2 separate regions of the Mus musculus genome follow, and region 2 is linked to region 1. Evidence: chromatin contacts called from public promoter capture Hi-C data. All regions are on one chromosome and are shown on one strand. The core of a region is the stretch at or near the end of the contact, and the rest is flanking DNA. Distances in the headings are between cores, read along the strand shown. Region 1 holds the start of Mafb (v-maf musculoaponeurotic fibrosarcoma oncogene family, protein B (avian)). Region 2 holds the start of 9430021M05Rik (RIKEN cDNA 9430021M05 gene).

Region 1 (7,229 bases), core at 1,889-4,388:
TTAAAGGATGATGCAGCAGGGCTTGCTTTGGAGAAAAAAAAATCCTCAAGTATGTATTTAGGCGCTAGGTAGGAACTGTTGGGTACAGGGGCTCTGGCCACTGGCAATCCCGGCTTTCCTTCGGTGCCTGGGCCTCCTGCCTCTTTCCCCTTGCTTCTCCACTTCTTTCAACAACCCATCGAGGTCTTATTGCGCGTTGGGCTCCGAGTTAAAATGCGTCCCTGAACCCTCTCCACCTCCCCTGCCTTTCAGGGTTGGGGGGACCAGTCCTTTGTCCTGTCCTGCTGTGATACCATGGACTGGGAGGAATCCTCACGCGAATACTGAGTCTGCAGTGGCAGCCTGGAGAGAGAAAGGTCATTAGCCCAGGAGTTCCAAAACCATGCAGCAGAGCGCATAGGAATTAGAATGGGGGAGGCTGGACCATTGAAATGGGATAGGCTGCGAGCAAAGGCCTTCAATTGGGGCAACCCTCCTGTTTCACTCTTGCGCCCACCGGAGTGTGGTGTTCTCTCTCTCTCTCTCTCTCTCTCTCTCTCTCTCTCTCTCTCTCTCTGGAAGGAGGGGCTACTCCAGGACGGAAACGGGTTGGGGGGTGGGAAAGTGAACCTAGGAGACGCTGAGATAGCTCATCTAAAGCTCAGAGGAAGAGAGTGGTTACAACAGAGATAGTCACGGGGACAAAGAGGAGAAAAACGGCCGGGACAAAGGCCGAGTCCCCCAAGCCTGAGAGAGTAGCGCTTCTTCTGGAGTTTTACAATTACTGGTCTGGGGCCACAAGAGTCCTCTTCAAGGGCCACATTCTTGAGAAGTGGGGTTTGAGCCCTCCGTGATGACAGAGACACGCGGGAGCAAGCCCTGCTCTGCTGCCCTCCCCGGTGTTCCCAGGAGGGTTTGCAGTGAGGCGCGTACTCGGGAAGCGCTGCGTCTCGGATGACTGGGGGTGGGGGGAGTGGGGCGAGGTTAAAGCTGGAGCCCCATGAGTGTTAAGAGAGTATGCGTGTGGTGGTCGAGCCTGAAACCCCGGTTTGCAGAGACCCGGAACTCTAAACCTGATGGTCTCAACGTCCCCTGGCTGAGCCGAGGTCCGAGAGCGCGCTCTCCTCGCAGGACCGCAGCTGCGACTCTTAGGCGAGAGTCTGTGTCCTCATCGCCCATCTCATCTGTGGGAGGTTCAGCCTAACCGCCCTGGCTCTCTACCTAGGCAGTCGAATCATTTCTGCCGAGAGCGCACTTCTCCAAAGGGCTCGAGATTTCCCCAGCAGTTCACTGATCTAAACCTTTTAGGTGAAGTTTTAGTTAAAATACACCCATTTGGTTAAAATTAGGCTCCTGTGACCAGTCTCTACCCCGCCTTCCCTAAGGATTTAAGAAGGGGGGAAAGGCTTTTCTTATTGATTGGAAGCAAATTTTTCTTTCTGTTAAAAGGGGGGAAAAGGTCTGGTCTGGTTGTCAATGCTGCGGGTCACTAGCCCCCCGTGCGCGGTGTTGGAGGGCAGGTCCTGTGCAGCCAGCAGCTAGGACACACTCACCCAGCGCGCTTTCTGACGCTCATCTTTCCGCGTCCTGAGCTGGGAAGCAAAAAGCGACGTGGGAGCCGGGTCGGATCTCCGGATCCAGCGAATTCGACATCTATTCACTTTTGGGGTCGGGGTCGGGGTCTGAGGAAAGTCCCACATTTCCTGCCCTTCTGGCCCAGGGCAGGGAGTCTCTGTCGGCGCCCAACAGCCCTGTCTGAAAGCCCAGTGTTCTGCCTTCCTCCTCCCGTCTGCGTTCCGGAGAAGTTTCTCATCCGGTAGCCCTGAACCTTCGTCACCTGGCGTTTTCAGTTTAGAATACTGATCTTCCCAGCTCAGGACCTTTCCTGAGAGGAGTAGCCCACAAGCACACCTGGAAGGCTTGCATATGGAATTTCAGAAAAGGTGAGCAGAGAGGGTTAGTGGTTGAGTCCAAAGATGGGGTCGGAGGGCCTGTGCATAGTTCCAGAGGAGTCTGCCCTGGCTTTCAGGCCGCACACAGCCTGCGTTCAGGCCTGGCTTGGCCGGATCAGTTAGCTGGACCTGCACGGGTCCGAGACGCCATCCAAGCCTTCCCTCCCGCAAAGAACAAACCGGTTCAGGGCGCCGTTGCGCACCGTGGCCACTTGGGGTCGCACTTTATGCCTGTTTGAATCTCCTTGCAGCCGTCAGAAGCTTGGATCAGCTTAATCCTTACAAAACGTTCAGACAAAAACAGGGCCGGGTTCCCCAGCATCCCAGAGCCACTGAGTGCACAGACCGGTGTTGGTCTCGGCTCTGAGCCTCGGAGTTGTAAGGTTTCCACACGACTGGCAAGTGAAAGGTATTCAGAGCCTTTGGGCCAACTCTGTTTGTTTGTTTATCTTCTTTGGGAGCGTTTGGGGGTGTGTGTGGGGGGGTGGCGAATGCACGGAGCTGCGAGACCACTGGAGCTCTGTCTTCTGAGCTCAATCACTGAACCGGCTAAGAGAGGAACAGCGTCTCTTGGCCCGAGGAACCTTCCTAGAGGTTAAGAGTTAGATCTGAACAGAACTCTTGGAGCCCCAACCCCGCCCTCCCCCACCGCATACATTAGCGCAGACAGAGCTACCGAAACACAGGCACGCACCACACACATTCACTCGGCCCGCGGCGCCGAGGACACACGGAGCGTCGCCCACTGGGCGGGGGCCGCTTGGGAACAAAGGGCCAGGGAAGCGACATCCCGGGCGCTTATTCTGAGCCTACTTGGGGGTGACACGGGCCGAGGGTGGGAGTGTAAAGAGTATGTAGGGAGGCGTGAGTGCAGACAGCGGGGTGGGAACGGCGGCTTGGTCCAGAAGTGGGGCGCGCACTGAAGGCAAGCGTGCGGGAACCTCGACTCAGAGGGTGTTGGGGGTTGGGACCAGGCGGTCCGTCCCACTCGGCTCCAGCCCTCCTCCAGGCCTCAACGGCTTCGGGGCTCCTCCGGTCTCCAGTCAGCTGACGCGGGGGGGCGGGGGAGCTGTCAGGCACGCCCCGCCCAGCGTCGCTGGGCCGCGGGGGCCGTGCAGCCATTGGCCAACACGCCGGGCCGCTTGGGCCCCCGCGCTCCAGTGACATCAGGAAGCGATAAAAGGCGGCGGCGGCGCCAGCTCCTGCACAGCTGCACCGCCGGGCTGCGAGCGGCTGCAAGCAAGAAAGCCCTAGAGCCAAAGAGTCGGAGAGCGAGCGGCGGGCGCTTGCCCCGCGCCTCCCCTCTGCCCCTGCGCGCACCTCGCCGGCTTCTCTACCCTGCCCCGGCTCGACCTGACTCGTTCCCGGCGCGCTCGCAGCCCCAAGCTCCGGGGCAGCTCAGGCAGCCTCGGGAGGACTCTCCGGCGCGCCGCCGCGTCCCCAGACAAAGGCTTGGCCGGCGGCCCCGGCCCGCTGCGCCCTCGGCTCCCCGCCTCCCCGGCTTGCCGCTCTTCGCCCCCGCGTTTGGCTCGGCGCGTCCCGGCCGGCCGCAAAGTTTTCCCCGCGGCAGCGGCGGCTGAGCCTCGCTTTTAGCGATGGCCGCGGAGCTGAGCATGGGGCAAGAGCTGCCCACCAGCCCGCTGGCCATGGAGTACGTCAACGACTTCGACCTTCTCAAGTTCGACGTGAAGAAGGAGCCCCTGGGGCGCGCGGAGCGTCCGGGCCGGCCATGCACACGCCTGCAGCCTGCTGGCTCGGTGTCGTCCACCCCGCTCAGCACTCCGTGCAGCTCCGTGCCTTCTTCTCCCAGCTTCAGTCCGACTGAACCGAAGACCCATCTCGAGGACCTGTACTGGATGGCGAGCAACTACCAGCAGATGAACCCCGAGGCACTCAACCTGACGCCCGAGGACGCGGTGGAGGCGCTCATCGGTTCGCACCCAGTGCCCCAGCCGCTGCAGAGCTTCGACGGCTTCCGTAGTGCGCACCACCATCACCACCACCACCACCCTCATCCGCACCACGGGTACCCAGGAGCAGGTGTGACTCACGATGACCTGGGCCAGCACGCTCACCCGCACCATCACCATCATCACCAAGCGTCGCCCCCGCCGTCCAGCGCTGCCAGTCCCGCGCAACAGCTACCCACTAGCCACCCGGGGCCGGGACCGCACGCAACAGCCGCGGCGACGGCTGCGGGCGGCAACGGTAGTGTGGAGGACCGCTTCTCTGATGACCAGCTGGTGTCCATGTCGGTGCGTGAGCTGAACCGCCACCTGCGGGGCTTCACCAAGGACGAGGTGATCCGCCTGAAGCAGAAGCGGCGGACCCTGAAGAACCGGGGCTACGCCCAGTCGTGCAGGTATAAACGCGTCCAGCAGAAACATCACCTGGAGAACGAGAAGACGCAGCTCATTCAGCAGGTGGAGCAGCTTAAGCAGGAGGTGTCCCGGCTGGCCCGCGAGAGAGACGCCTACAAGGTCAAGTGCGAGAAACTCGCCAACTCCGGCTTCAGGGAGGCGGGCTCCACCAGCGACAGCCCCTCCTCTCCTGAGTTCTTTCTGTGAGTCCTGGCGGGTCCGGCCCCCGCCCTTGCCCTGGCCCAGACTCCCTATTCTGCGCCCCTAGCCCTGGACTCCCTGTCCCTGCCATGGCCCCGGCCTTGACCTGTTTGACTTGAGCTAGAGGGAGGAAGGACGCGCGGGTCGCGGGAGTCAGGCGGGAGCACGGGCGGGCAGAGAACCTTGGCTAAGAAGAGGGCAGCTCAGGGCGGCGCAGCCTCTTAGACTTGGGCAGAGTTAGAGAAACCCGGGCGGGTGCGAGGTCCGGGAGTAACTTTTCTCCAAGCTGGAAGGCCGCGAGGCTTATTCCAAGGAGTCGCCAAGGCCGTCTGGACACTTCTGGCTCTGAGAACTTTGTGAGTGCCAGGGCCGCCGCTTTGCAGCCCAGGACTCAGTTCGTCCCAGGAAGAGCAGAGGAGAGGAGAGGGACTCTGGAGTCCCCGTGGGCACGAGGCAAGGCTGAGCTAAGGAAGGAAAAACAGACAGATCTGTCTGTCCAGAGTACGGAGAACACTGGCTCTCAGCCGGAGACGCGGGCCTCAGTTAGGACTTTCGGCGCGCGAAGGAAAAAAAAAATCTCATCAGTTTTAATGCCTGCTCGATTATATAGAAAAATACGAAAATCTGCATTAAAAATATTAATCCTGCATGCTGGACATGTATGGTAATAATTTCTATTTTGTACCATTTTCTTGTTTAACTTTAGCATGTTGTTGATCATGAATCATAACCCCCTTGTTTCTTTGGGTGAGAAGGGATGCAGTTCCCAAACTCCTGCGGCTGCGAGCGAGCGAGCAGAGTTTCAGTCGCCGGCCGGCTTGTAGATTACCCGCCCCGGCCAAACCATCTTGAGAAGGTAGCAGCAAGCTGAGTCTTTGTTTGGGTTTATTATTATGCCATTTTTGTTTGTAAGTAAAAATAAAAGAAAGAAAAAACCCACCAAGCCCAACTTTGTCCGGGGAATCCTTGGGATTATCTCTTCGCCCCCCTCGTCCTTCCCACTTCAGTTTTAAGTTTTGTTGAGGGAAAGCTAAGGGAGAGACAGATGCCGAGATCCACATCGTGCAGGAGTGTGTCCTTTATTATTGTTGGGTCTTGGGGCCAAATTGACATACACACACCCACGACTGCTCCTCTACACACACACACACACACACACACACACACACACACACACACACACACACACACACACACGAAGAAAACAAGACAGGCTTTGCGTCCTAAGAAGTCAACCCAGGGCTGGTTTGGAATCCTCTAGAAGAGCGCTAACTGCAAACTCCCTCCCCCCAGGGCTTAGGGTGAAAAGATTTCTTCCACCTCTTGCTACGTGTGATGATCTGAGCTCCCATTGAGCCAAACAGCCATTCTTAGAATGTACTAGAAACCCACACATTGGCAACTAACGCTGCAACTCTCAAGTGTGTCCTTTAGACCAGTGCATTATATGTTTCTCTGCTGTCTGGAGAGCAGGGAGACTTAATGGTGGTGTTCAAGTCCCTTCCGTTGTACAGTAGTTATAGGGGAGGTCTAGGTGTTTTTCTTTACTGTTACTTTCATTTCTGCGGGTCAGTAAGAGGATTCGGTTGCACTGACAATAAAAAAAAAATACCAAAATGAAAGCGGACTTTTTAAAAATCCCCACCTGAATTTGCTGGCACTGCTGGCTGGATGCTTTTTTGTTTGTTTGTTTTGAGTTTGTATTAGTTGATACAATTTACAGTAAATAACAAGATTGTATGAACCGCATGGTGCTTGCAGTTTTAAATATTGTGGATATTCGTCCTGCATCGGAAACGAGCTTTGGTTTTTACTGATTCAACTGTGTTGAAATCAAACTTGCCGCAACGCAACAGAAATTGTTTTTAATTTCATGTAAAATAAGGGATCAATTTCAACCCCCTGCTTATGATATGAAAATATTAAAATCTAGTCTTATTGTAGTTTTAATTCAGACTGGTTTCTGTTTTTTGGTTATTAAAATGGTTTCCTATTTTGCTTATTAAAACCATGTAGATGGTGTTTATTTAGAGGACTCCGTGTCTGCATGACTTTAACTCTCTTGTTTCAAGAGTTGGACATCAAGTTTGGGACATTCTCTGGCAATGAATTCCAAACTCAGGGTGGGCAGATAACTCTCTCCAGGGTATGACTGTGTGTGCTATATGTGAACCTCAAATGTATTCTCTGTTTTCCACCCTAGGTTCAAACCCCAGTCAAGAGTCCATCTGTACGCTGAGAGGGTGCATATCTGAAAGGGACACTCTACAGCGCTTTTGCATTCTGGCTTGGAGATCAGGACTGGGCTGCTAGTTTGCCTGCTGCTGAGGTAGTGGCAGAGGCCAGGAACCAAGAGTTGCAACCTGGACCGAGGAAGCCAGGTCTTTTTTGGAGCCCAGGGCCAGCTAAGCTGTAGTCTTTGCCTTCTTGCCTGGGCGTTTGGGCATTAGGAAGCTTAGAGTCAGGCTGCTGGCTCTGAATTGGGGTTTGCCCTTCTTTTCCCAAGATGGATGGAATCAGGTGATACCTGACAATAGATCTTGGGAAATAGGACCCTCTTGGTAGGAAGCCTGTACTTGGTTATTTCTTTCCAGGTTAGTGTGTTCAGGGTGCACGAGGCCATCAGCCCAAACAAACAAACAAACAAACAGACAAACAAACAAAACAATGGGTACAGTTTGGATTTCAACATCTCCTCAGATTAGAGGCTGGAGGGCCTTGGGTGACTTAGCCTCGT
Region 2 (7,229 bases), core at 1,701-4,200, 2.3 Mb before region 1:
ATCCCATTTTCCACTTCCTTGAAAACTGCCCAGATAAAGAGACAACATCTGAATTCTCCTGTTTCGACCCCTACTAGGGTTGGAAGGGAAGTCACCATGCAGATAGGAAAACTAAGGCTTCTAAAGGTTTGCCAAGCATCCCACAGGGTAAATGGAATACTGGCCCAGAGGATGAGAGGGAGGGGGAGGGGAAGGGAGAGGGGGGGGGGAGAGAGAGAGAGGCCTGCTGGTCCAGCAGCACTGGAGGTTGCTTGGTGGAGTACTCACTCCCTCTAGCTATCACAGGACACCCCCTGGGCTCTACCTTCATTCAGCACTGATGCAAAGCCTGCCCTGCACTAGGAGCCAAGAGGAAAGCACCCTCCCACTGGGCAGGTGGATGGAGTCAAATGGCTGTTTCTCTTCTCTAACCAGATATCCCCCCCCCCCCCTCCAGCTGCTAATGCAGGAAGTAAGGAATTGACCCTGGAGCTCTCGGAACCCTGGCCTTCTGAGAGGGTGGTTTTAGCTGGTTCTGAGAAGATCTTTAGGGCATTACTGATCTTGTGGGACCCACCCTCCTCCTTCCTTAAAGCTCCTCTGCCCTCAGCCCTGGGTGAAGCGTCCAGATGCATTGTGGGAACTGTCTCCTAGGACAGACAAGTGGAGAGATAGCATCTCCTAGGTGATGCACCTAGGGGACCAGGACAACAGGTTTGCTGACCAAATGCCTCAAAGAGAAACTTAAGTGAGTTTACCCGGGAAGGGATGTGAGATGGCCCTTCCAGGCAGAGGGAGCTGGTCTGGTGCAGTGTGACAGTGAGGCCAGATGCCAAAGCTTACCAGTCAGTAGGTGGAGCACAGGGCCTGGGAACTACAGCTCCAGACCAAACCCAAGAGGGTGCTGGTTTGAGACCCTGCAGCTGGGCAAGCAAGACCTGCTGCTGTGATCAGGTCACATTCTGCTAGTCGCTCACCAAGAAACAAGATGACTTTCCTTGGGGCCATGCGATCCCCATTCGGATTTTGGAGTTTTGGCTACAGTGATAAATAACATCCTGTAGCATGGGCTCAGGAGCTGAGGGATGGTGAGAGCCCAGAAGATGTCCCGAGAACCGCTATTTTATCCTTAGAATGCCTGAGAGAGGGGACGGATTGGCAGGCACTCAGGGGAACCCTGACAAGTTACACCAAACTACTTAGTGGCTTAGAGACCTCCTATTCCTCTCCTGGGTCAGAGCCCCCCCCCCCCCCCCCCCCAGTCTCCCATCAGCCAGGACAATCACAGCTGTGGGCTGGAGTCATGTTTCTTCTTAGAGGCTGCACTCTAACTCATTAACTTAAGGCTAGGCCTGGATAGACATGGGCTGGATCAAACAGTTGGGCAGTTTAGCTCTGAGCTGAAGGGATCTTCTATTCCTATTGTTCCCAGGGGGGCAATCATCCTGTGTCACCAGAGAACAGCCAAGGCTATGACTGCCCAGTCAAGTGCACTGTCAATATTAGTAAAAAATTTAAGGACCTGCAAGGTAGCTTGCAAGAGGTCTAACTCCCAGGCTCCCGCCACTCCCCCCCCCCCCAAAACCCCCCAGAGCACAAACCCTATTCCCTGGAGTGAGGGCTAAGCAGCAGGGTTTTCTTTTTTTTGGGGGGGGGAGGGGTCCTCTCCCCTGGGAGAGTGCTTTGACCAGGGAAGTGTGGGAGGTGCTTGGCCATGCAATGGGCTGGCCCCTGTGTTTATCTTGAGAAAAGTGGAGGCTGTGGAGGTGGAGGGAGGTCGTTCAGAGCCAGGTGGAAGCATTTGCCTGGAATTACAAGTGTGGGCTGAGAGAAATAAATGGGCTGGTGTTCAATAAAAAACGTCCACCTCGGCAGAGCTGGGGTACCAGTGAGGCTCTGCCAAAGCAACTCCAACCCAGAGCCCCTGGTGCCCCACTTTTGGAGATGCTGGCTGTGTTTGACTTCCATATGACTCCTAATGGTCTGTCTGTCCGGTTCAGTCCTTTGGGACTCCAACAAGGGAGTGGAATGGGGAGGGGGAAACACTTTGTTAAACCGAAGGAGGGCTTTGGGCAGGCAGTAAAGTGTTTACAAAGTAGGAATCCCTTCAGCATCTTTGGGTGTCCTTATCGAAGGCCTTTATATACAAGGCTCACATCCCTCCCCTGGTGGCAGGCCTGTGGGCTGTGGCAGGCACTGCCCAGTGATCTATGTCTTTAGGCCTTCAGCCCCAGCCAGGTCTTTGTTCAGACCAGGAAGCAAAAGGGGGAAAGCTCCATTTCTCTCTGAAAGGGAGAACAGGGGAGGCAGCTAGAGAAGGGGGAGAGATTCCCACACCTGTGTGTGTAGGGCGGGGTTAGGGACAAGAGAAAGAGATGTGTTGTGATTAAGGTCGGCTGTGCTGGACTGCTGACTAGATGATAGGGGATGAGGAAAGAGGGAGGGAAAGGGAGAGAGAAAGAAAGAGAAAGGGAGAATATGAATATACGAGAGAATTTTAGGGTGTGCAGGAGACCCTTCAACAGCTGTCCCCAGCTTTGCGAAGCATCCCCCTCCCGCAATTCACAGCCCTGTAGCGTCCGGAGTTGATCGGGCCTCTCCCTCCCCCTGCCTGCTCGCACTGCCCCCCCCCCCCCCAGTCACCTGTTCTCCCACCCTTACTTCAAAGGCTGTTCCAGGTTTCTCTCCTCCCCCCATCGCCTCGTACCTGCGCCCCCGCAGGGTAGCCTGAAAGCGATGCTCAGCTGGGTGGTGTGGCGCGGGGCGAAGAGGCGAATACCCCGCAGATCCTGTGTGTGCAAGAGCGATGTGTGTACGCGCTTGAGTGCGCGAGCGGCCCCGAGCCGGCCAGCCCGGGAGAGGGTGCGTGGGGGAGCCCGCGAGTGGCAGCCGCGGGCGTGTGCCAGGCGCGGGCGGGCGTGCGCGCGAGGGTGTGTGTGCGTGGCCGAGGCGGAGCGCCCGGGCGGGCGGCGGCGACGGCGGCGGCGTTAGGACTCTGGGGACACCGCCCCCCGGCCCCCGCGTCCCGCCCCCGCCCAGCCTCGCGCCTCAGTTCGCGCCGCGCCTGGGCTCGGAGCGCAGCGGCGCCGGCTCCCGCAGCCGGAGAGGAGCCAGCCCCGGGAGCCCAGCGGCGCGCACTGCCTGCAGCCGCGCTGGCGATGCGGGGCCGCCCCGCGCCCGCCCGAGTCCCGGCCCCGGCGCCCTCGGGAAGGGGCTGAGCCGCTTGCCGCCCGGATGGGGAGCCTTGGCGGGCTCGCCCTCTGCCTGCTCCGGCTCCTGCTCCTGGGGCTGCAGCGGCCGCCGTTGCCCGGCGCCGGAGCGCAGAGCGCCGCAGGTGAGTGCGCCCGCCGGGCTCCCCGGGCCCCTTCGCTCTCCCCAGCCCTGGGAGGAGAAAGTTGGGTCCCGTGGCCAGGGGATGCCGGGGCCCGGTGGGAGTCCCGTCCCAACCTCCGGACGCAGCTGCTGTGTCCAGGCGTGCCCAGTCCCGCTCCAGGTCCCCCCCTGGCCCCTCGTCGCCTTACTTTCCTGCCGCTTCCCCCCCACCCCCGGGCGGGAGTAACTTTGCGCGGCTGTTGCGAATATTTCCACTTGCTGCCTCCCACTTGTCGGAACCTGTCACTCGAGTGTTTCGGGGTGGAGGGAGGAGGCGCCGCTTCTCGCCCGGCGCGGAGCACTGTCACCCGGGCAGCTTCCTGGGCTGCGCGCTCTTGGAGTGGGGAGCACAGGTCCCTAGCAGGCCCAGGCTGCCAGGGCGGTGGCTTTTCCTTTCTCCTGGGAGACACTGAAGATCATCCAGTGTTGTTCTAAACACGCCGCTCCCCTTAGCGAGCCCTTAGCAGCTGGGACTTCCCATGGGAGTGTTCTTGTGAATGACCCACTCGGCTAAACCCTCACCTCACCTCGTGGCTCTGTCCAGAGTAATGGGTACCCTGCTAAGGCCCTTTAAGTGCAGTGGCTTTGATCAGTGAGCTAGTGGGCTTCTGAAAACTTCGGGACACTCGTCTTTCGGCTTGCCCATGGGCAGGTAGCTAGTTCCCCAGAGTGTGTCTAGTGTCTTCTTAGTGGCGACTGAGCTGAAGAGACCACTACCGAGGGTCTCTCTCATCACTAAAACCCCACTGGTAGGGCTTCCTTCCGTGAGTCCCTTAAAGAGGGAAGGAGAGGTGGGGAGGGATACCTCCAAGTTCAAAATCACCTCGAAGTTTCTTAGCACCTTTGGTTTAGGAGTGACCACACTGAGCTGCTGTCGCTGGTCGGGGTCGGGGGCGGGGGGCACGTTGAGGCATGTCAGCGGAACTTAGGAAAGGGTTCTTTTTGGATTGCTAAGCAACAGCTGTGCTCACATAAGAAATCAGGGGAGGAAGAAAGGGAAAGAAAGGCAGTGAGCCTGATGGAAGTCTCTAAACAGGCTGCTTTTGAGAGGAAGAACCGCCGGAGTGACATTCCGTTAGAAATGTCTTAGGTTTTCTTCCCTGACTTGATGTTAAAATGGAAACTGGACACAGGATGTATGGGAAGGAACAGCTTGTTTTCGTGCCAGCGAAGTTGAGCAAGGAGGCCACTCTTTTTGAGGTGTCTGAAGCTGAAAGGCTGGGACAAGAGGGGGAGAAAAGAGACGGCCGCAACATCATTCTGAAGATGCTTCAAGGCTCTTGTTTCCCTCGCTTTGGGGTCTGCGTTAGGTGTGCTGTGTCAGGAAGCTGGCAGGAGGGTGCTTGAGGCAGTCCTGGGGACCCGGGTATGACTTATGATTCTAATCTTTACTGTCTTCTAAGGCTTGGCGGGACATTCATACGTTAATAGTACTCACGTTCCCGCAGCAGAAACCGGATCAAACACGTCCCACAGACCTTTTTTGGGTAGCAGCTGTAAACCCAGAACCTGCTCCAGAAAGCTGTCCAGGGCTGAAACGCACGCCGGTTCCGCATGTTACCGCAAGGTGGCGCTCGCTCACAGCTGTTAAATGCAAATCGAGCCGCTTTCATCTCAGGGATAGAACTTCGGTTCAATTTTTAAATGAGTAATGTGTTTATTCAGCAGCCTTTTGTTAAAACATTTAGAGAAGTGTGAGGAGGAAGCACCTTTTCTTTGTTTGCTGCTCGGAACACACCGGGAAGAAAAGCAATCCTGGAGTACAGTTTGGGAAGAAATCGACTGCGAAGGCGCCATATGTTTCCTTTGGTTCTACCTGGGCCCATAGCTTTTGCAAAGCTACAATAGCATATATTTAGCAAGCGGCTGCGTTGTTCCCGGCTCCTTAAAGGAGTAGGATTAGCTTGTCTTGGTGACTTGGTGCGTTCTAAGCTCCGCTCATTTATAGAAATGGGCATCTTTTTTTTTTCTATACCTAGCTCATTATCGCTCTACTTTAATGCTAACTAGATCGTTTAAACTGGATTCTTCCGGGGCTTTCCTTATGAACATCTGTAATTGTCGACGCGTTAATCCTGCAACTGTTGACTTGTTAAAACGGACTTCTCTTCTTATTTTATTCCTCATTGTGGTATTGTCAGAATCCAAATTTGTTATAAGTATGATTATAGTTTGGGTCTCTTTTGAAAAAGCTTATTTTAAACTTTCTGCAAGTCTGAGTAAATAATGCATTTTAAAACTCAGTAGTGTGTTCTCCATATTCCTTTGATCTGAAGATTCCCCGGTCTCGGAAGCAATTTCAATTTGTGAGCTTACATCTAGGACATTGAGGGCTGATGGGCTTTGCTGTGACTGTTGGTCACAGTGTCCAAAAGTCGGAGTCAGAAGCTGTCATCAAAGGCAATTTCCCCCTACCTTACTCTACCCTGTGTTTCATGAGCCACTACATTTTTTTTTTTTTTGGCGAGGGATTATAGTAAAAGAAAAAAAGTGCTTTGATAATAGTTGGTAAACAGAACACATGATTTGGGAATGAGGGAAGGCTATGGCTACGTAATTAGATACGGGATAATTAGTCTATTTATCAGTGGGTTTCAGTATTACAAGTTAAAGCCAAATCTTGACAGGGACCGACTCTGGGTGGCAGTTGTAAGCAATGTAGTCATTTAACTCAATAATTGCTGCCAGATACCTCTGGGGAGCTGTTCCCACTACAGTTGCATTTTACTTTCTGTCCTGGATTGCTTGATTTGTTTCCTAATAACAGAACAATTAATGTGGAGACCTGGCTTTGATTCTGTTCCAGCAACAACAACAAACATGAAATAAATAGAGACCTCCGTCTTGGGTTACAGTCTGTACCTTTCTCTTCTGTTTCAGTTCCTTCTTGTTTATCCTAAGCACATTTCCACAGGCTTCAGGCTGCCAGCAGAGATGGCTTCTCTTGTAGTGTTATAACTGTCACCTTACAGAGCCATGATCAGAGGATATTACAGCATCGTTCTCTTAAGCACGGGATACTCCCATGACTCTCTGACTGCGTGTTGCTGTGGAAACAAGAGCATTGCTATGTAGGCAGTGGTCCTTGATAAATATTTATCGATGGTGATGAAGAGATGGTGGAGCCTCACAGTAACCAGGATGGGGAAGGAGTATCGTGTTTGGGAGGCAGCGTGGCTTGGAGAAAAGCACTGGAGCTCAATGTTCTTGGTTTGAATCTCACCTCTGCCTTTGGTACTGGCTGTGCCACATTGGACAGGCTGTTTATCTTCTCCAACCTCAAGCTCTTATCTGCAAAGTGAGGATAATTAGAGCTGCCTCACTGAATTTTGTGAGGACTAAAGCAGAAGATGCATGGGGGGGGGGTACTCTGTCCAGAGTGGGAGCCAACTGTTACTCTCCTTGGCATGGCTCTGTGCTCCTGCGTGTATCCGAGCTGGGGCCGTGGTGCTCCTGCCAAGCTAAGTGAAGCACTAAGCAGGAGACGGCTGGACTTTCATGATGCTTTTTAGTTTTCCATCCTTTATTCATTTTTTGGGGGGGGGGAGTGGGTCTTGATTCCCTGATACTATTTTTAGAAAGAAATTTCAAATGAAAAGTCCCAGCAAGTGACAGTAGTCAGTTTAGTTGTCCCAGAATTTGTGGAAAGAATGTTTTAACTGCACTTTGACCTTTGAACTGGCACAGATTTAAAAAGGTCATCAGGGTAAAATCTTTGGGGCTTATCACTGTTTCCTCTTTTTTGCATACGCTCCTCCTTTCTGGTCAGGCTCTGTCCCCACCTCTGCTCCTGCCTCTTATGAACCCCAGAAATAAAGTGTGCGCTGCACCTATGAAGTTGATAAATAAGCAAAGACTAAGACCAAGGTATAGCAGGC

Evidence for each region. Promoter capture Hi-C pulls out the DNA fragments that hold promoters and counts their contacts.
Region 2: a promoter capture Hi-C map of embryonic stem cells shows a contact between it and region 1, with 12 read pairs. The contact joins the promoter of 9430021M05Rik here to the promoter of Mafb in region 1. A contact is called at or near these places in 3 of 39 promoter capture datasets (embryonic stem cells and pre-B cells), 4 of 484 Hi-C or Micro-C datasets (all in embryonic stem cells) and 1 of 9 other capture datasets (embryonic stem cells).

The regions. Positions count from the first base shown.
Region 1 is chr2:160,362,974-160,370,202 of GRCm38.p6, reverse strand. It overlaps Mafb (v-maf musculoaponeurotic fibrosarcoma oncogene family, protein B (avian)), which reads left to right and starts at 3,138. Exons shown (of 1, transcript NM_010658.3): 1 at 3,138-6,526. The coding sequence starts at 3,527. The coding sequence ends at 4,498.
Region 2 is chr2:162,656,884-162,664,112 of GRCm38.p6, reverse strand. It overlaps 9430021M05Rik (RIKEN cDNA 9430021M05 gene), which reads right to left and starts at 2,950. Exons shown (of 4, transcript NR_033569.1): 1 at 2,687-2,950; 2 at 2,317-2,392. Ptprt (protein tyrosine phosphatase, receptor type, T) reads left to right here and starts at 2,966. Exons shown (of 31, transcript NM_001291150.1): 1 at 2,966-3,313. The coding sequence starts at 3,214.